2 separate regions of the Arabidopsis thaliana genome follow, and region 2 is linked to region 1. Evidence: chromatin contacts called from public capture Hi-C data. All regions are on one chromosome and are shown on one strand. The core of a region is the stretch at or near the end of the contact, and the rest is flanking DNA. Distances in the headings are between cores, read along the strand shown.

Region 1 (2,799 bases), core at 193-2,692:
TATTATATATGTTCCATAAATTTATGATTATTCGAATTTTCTGACTCCAGTCTAAATGAATAGCATACTTAGAGGTGTCAAAATGGGTCAAAATTCATGGGTCAACTCAACTCAACTCAACCCATGAACCCTAATGAGTTAAAATTTTTGACTCAAATGAGTTGATTGGTCAAATGAGTTGATGAGTCAATTGGTTTGATGAGTCAATTGGTTTGATGAGTAAAATGAGTTGGGTTGTAATGGTTAATGGTTTCAATGGGTTACCCAATTAAACTATCAAGTTTTGTAAAATTGAATTAAACCAACTAAAATCTCTAAATCAATGCCAATTTAAGTTTAACCAACACATCTAAACCAATTTAATAAAATTAATATTTTTCCAAATTTCTTAAATATACAAGCGATGAAATTGAGAAAAAGTAAACTCGTAATTTTTTCACCAAAAAACATAAATCCGTGATTTTCCCGCCAGAAACGTAAACCCATGATTTTCCCGCCAAAAACGTAAATCCGTGATTTTCCCGCCAAAAACATAAACCCGTGATTTTCCCGCCAAAAACGTAAACCCGTGATTTTCCCGCCAAAAACGTAAACCCGTGTTTTGCCCGCCAAAAACGTAAACCCGTGATTATCTCGCCAAAAACGTAAATCCGTGATTTTCCCGCCAAAAACATAAACCCGTGATTTTCCCGCCAAAAATGTAAATCCGTGATTTTCCCGCCAAAAACGTAAACCCGTGAATTTCCCGTCAAAAACGTAAATCCGTAATTTTCCCGCCAAAAACGTAAAGCGGTAATTTTCCCGCCAAAAACGTAAACCTATAATTTTTCCGCCAAAAACGTAAACCTATAATTTTTCCGCCAAAAACGTAAACCCGTGATTTTCCCGCCAAAAACGTAAACCAATAAAAAGTGGAATCCGTAAATATCCTAAGTTTGATGATAATGAATTAATAATGATAATTATTTATTATTATTTTATAATAATAATTAATTAAATTATTACTTAAATGGGTTAATCCATTTAACAACTCAGCCCATTAAATTAAATGAGTTATGGGTTGACCCAACTCATTTAAACTCATTTGATTATGAGTTAAGTTGAGTTGGGTTACCCATTTTGATATCCCTAAGCATACTATTAAATTGAATATTATAGATATTTTACGCAACCCAAATTTTTCATATCCATTGTCCAACGTTTTTTGTTCTTGGTAGTGGATCGATGTGTTTGGACTTTTTTTGTGTGTGTGTTTAACTTCTTCTGATATATCCATGTGTTGTTCCTCCCGTGGAAAATGTTTCCACGTGTTGTCCGCTATGAAAATGAACTACTCACCATGACTCTATCGAGCAATCTTACTCAAATTTGCTTTTTGCCTTCTTCTTCTATTTTGTCTTTTTATATTTCTTTCAAGATAACTACCCTTCATCATAACAATATGGTGCATGAACAGTTGAATCTTATTCGGAAGATTGTTGGTATATTAGGAAACTTCATCTCTCTATGTTTGTTTCTATCGCCAACGCCAACGTTTATACACATAGTGAAAAAGAAGTCAGTGGAAAAATACTCACCATTGCCATATTTAGCGACTCTCCTAAACTGTTTGGTTCGTGCTCTTTATGGACTTCCTATGGTTCATCCTGATAGCACCTTGCTCGTTACAATAAGCGGTATAGGAATCACGATCGAAATCGTTTTCCTTACAATCTTTTTTGTATTTTGTGGTCGTCAACAACATCGGTTGGTAATATCCGCTGTTTTAACCGTTCAAGTTGTGTTTGTGGCTACCCTTGCGGTTTTGGTCTTAACTCTCGAACACACTACCGATCAACGGACGATAAGCGTTGGGATTGTATCTTGCGTTTTCAACGCTATGATGTATGCTTCTCCATTGTCTGTCATGAAAATGGTAATAAAAACAAAAAGTTTGGAGTTCATGCCGTTTTTGTTATCGGTAGTTGGTTTTCTAAACGCAGGTGTTTGGACAATTTATGGCTTTGTGCCTTTTGATCCATTCCTGGCTATACCAAATGGGATTGGGTGTGTTTTTGGACTAGTACAGTTAATATTGTATGGTACCTACTACAAATCTACCAAAGGGATAATGGAGGAAAGGAAGAACCGACTCGGTTACGTTGGTGAAGTCGGATTATCCAATGCGATCGCTCAAACTGAACCCGAGAACATCCCATATTTAAACAAAAGAGTTAGCGGCGTTTGATTTGGTCTTTTCATGTTATTCACTGTAAGTTTATTATATAATCATCTAGGATTTTTTTTATATTTTTAGGACTGTAATATGCGAATAAGTCAAATTTCGTTGTCCATAGTTCTCAGAAGCCGTAGACTCTTTTAAAAATATGACTTCTCTCTTTGGTCATTTTTTTTTGTTTGAGGACCATTTCTTCAAGAGTGAAAATTGAGAAAAAGTCGTTGATGTTTCTTGAACAAATTCACTAAAAATGCAACTAATGTTAACCCATAGTTTGTACTTATTCTTCAATTAATCAATGAGTCATTTATCCAAAATTTATCAACAAGAATTCTCTCCCTAGACTTGATTGCCTGAAAAGTTTCCCAAATAAATAGAAACAAATATTAACTCGATTTCCCTAGAACCGAGTAAAGGATTAGAAACAGATACAAACTTGGTTTGATCAGCTCTTTGGTCCAAATATTTTGGTGAATTTCATAACAAGAATTAGGATTAGGGCTTGTAGTGTTGAACATGAGACTAAATCAGCCCATAGCCCATTCCCATTAAAGTGTAAGTGGAAAGATGAAAAAAACAAA
Region 2 (2,751 bases), core at 143-2,642, 85 kb before region 1:
AACCATTGGTAATATTCGTGACTCGGCCATCGAAGACATAAAGAAGTTCGCTAACGCTGTTGTCATCAACAAAGATTCAGTCTTTCCTAACTCTGATTCGTTTCTCACTGGCCAAACCAATGTTGTGGAGAGGTTGCAGAAGTCTCAGCTCCCGGTTTATGTAGAACTGTTTAGGAATGAGTTTGTCTCTCAAGCATATGACTTCTTCTCTGATGCAACCGTAGAGATAAACGCATATATCTATGGAGCTGGTATCAATGGAACCATCACAGAGTTCCCTTTCACAGCTGCAAGATACAAAAGTAAGTGGTTCATAGAACCATCACAGAGTTCCCTTGCACCAAAAGGTCTCACAACACAAAATGATCAATACCAATGCCTAACTTTGTTTATCTTTTGCAGGGAATCGATGTTTGGGTAGAGAAGAAGTACCACCTTACATGTTACCAGTTAACCCCGGTGGCCTCTTAAACGTTATGAGTCCTCTGTCCTTACCTCCAGCACAAGCTCCAAACCAGGATTTCATAGAGGCTGATGTCACTGAGCCACCACTATCTCCGGTTATAGCAAAAGCTCCAACCTCAACCCCTGGAACTCCCTCAACCATTGCTCAAGCACCTAGCGGACAAACCCGACTTAAGCTATCTCTTCTCCTCTCTGTTTTTTTCCTCTCTCTTCTACTTCTATGATCAACGCTATATCACATCTCTTCACTGTTTATAATGTCTTCCACCCTCATAAAGATTTCCTTGTGTGAGAGAGAGTAGAGTTTATATGTGTGCATGTTTACATTTTTGTTTTATATATGTCATTTGGTTACTGTTGATATGAGCCAAAAAGCTTTAGACTTCGATCTCGTAATAGTAGCCGTTGTTTAACATGAAAAAGAGATAACTATGTAAGCAAACTTCATCTCTTAACCCTAGTCTCTCTTGGAGATTAATGTTACTTCTTGGAAGTTGGTTTCTTATTGATCATAATTCATAAGAGACCCTTACATAGACCCCTTACAAGCCGACCTAACTTCAAATATTAAAGATATTTATTTACCCAAAGCTATACAATTTTTCACAAAATTATTTTGATTCATCAATTTAAGCACCATATATAATAGTATGATTTCACCTGTTTGACGCACAAGGTTATGATTACGTGATTCACCAATTTAGTTGATCAAATTATTGACTTTACAAGTCCCCTAAACCCTCTTTGGTCATCTAATAGATGAAGACACAGATTTTTACGAGATAAGAGATAGTATTGTATGTTTCCAACAAAAAGGATCAAATTTATTTCTCACTCCATTTCGTATTTTTGGGGGTCAACTAATAAAGACATGATTACAAGACTCCACGGTTACTAATCTTTCCATGACTAGGTCCTTCACCATTACCACTTTCACCTTAACGATCACTCTCTCCCTCTGTTTTTGTTTCCTCTTAACGCAAGATATTACTGTTCAGAGATCTCAAACAAATCATGTACTCTCTCTCCACTTCTTTTCTGGTCTTTTTCTTCCTCTTCTCGTTATTCCACAACCTTCCTTGTGCGTACATGGCTCCAAAGAAATTATTCAGGTCTTGTTTCTCTCTTTATTAATATTTTTATTTATTTTATTTTATATGAATCTTTCACGTTTCCAAAACATCTTGTAATAGTCGAGTTTATCTCCAAAGATCAATAAACGTTTGTTCTTTCCCCTTTCTTTTTACTGTGTTGAGATTTACCCACATAGAAGCCAATGCCTATGAGTCGTCTGGCTTTAATAACGGTGAATGAAGAAAACTTGGAGGTTAGTGGAGGCAGGTGAAATATTTTGAATAATGAATACACATTATGTAAATTTGACAACAGTTTTGGGAACGAGCATTACTTTTTGTTACTTAAGATCGAATTTCATATACAAAATGACCTTAAGTAGTAGTTGAAACAAGAACCTGAAACTAGAAAACCATTGAGTATATGCTAAATACTCCCATAAAAACTAGATAGTAGAAACTTAAATCTCATTGAGTACATGCTAAATACTTCCTTTGTTCCTTATTATTGTATTTCCAGGAAAACAAATTGTTTTAAAAAGATAGATATTTAAAAATTTATATGCAATAGCCAATAATAGTTAATAGTGATTATTGTTTAATTGTAAATTTCAAAAAATAACAATTAAATACTACTAGTTTTAAAATATAGAAATTTAGTAAATCACAAAAATATAATATATTTAATATCATCTTTTAATAAGCTTTGATTGAAACTAGTAGTTAAAAAATTGAAGACTAGTTTTCAGCAAAAGTAAAATTTACGACTAATTTGAGTAATATCATTTATCAATAGAGATGAACGTGACTATACATTTTCATCACGTGACTATTCAAAGCATTTTACTATTCCCATGCAATGCATTAACACAATATTAATGATAAGTGTCACCATAACCATAATCATTTATAGTACTTCAAAGTTTTGCATTCATATTAACTCACTAAAAACACATTAGAGACTAAGTCAAAAGTTGTTTAAACACATCAATGCACCAGCCCACTCAAGCAAAGGGATTTTCATCACATGACTATTCAAAGCATTTTGTTTTCCCCATGCTATGCATTAATACAAGATTTATTATGAGTGTTATTACCATAACCATAATCATTTATTAGTACTTAATATTATTAATAATCAGATGCAAAAGTGTTTACCATTTAGACAGTTTGCAAAGTAAGAACATTTCCAAAAAATATATAATAATTTACA

What was found. Capture Hi-C pulls out chosen DNA fragments and counts their contacts.
Region 2: a capture Hi-C map of seedling shows a contact between it and region 1, with 2.0 times the contacts expected there. A contact is called at or near these places in 4 of 26 Hi-C or Micro-C datasets (leaf and root) and 3 of 3 other capture datasets (root, seedling and shoot).

The regions. Positions count from the first base shown.
Region 1 is chr1:24,905,879-24,908,677 of TAIR10.1, reverse strand. It overlaps SWEET6 (Nodulin MtN3 family protein), which reads left to right and starts at 1,442. Exons shown (of 1, transcript NM_105348.1): 1 at 1,442-2,227. The coding sequence starts at 1,442. The coding sequence ends at 2,227.
Region 2 is chr1:24,990,684-24,993,434 of TAIR10.1, reverse strand. LUP5 (Terpenoid cyclases family protein) reads left to right here and starts at 1,392. Exons shown (of 18, transcript NM_001334259.1): 1 at 1,392-1,792. The coding sequence starts at 1,776. It overlaps SVL2 (SHV3-like 2), which reads left to right. Exons shown (of 8, transcript NM_105368.3): 7 at 1-302; 8 at 403-1,049. The coding sequence ends at 689.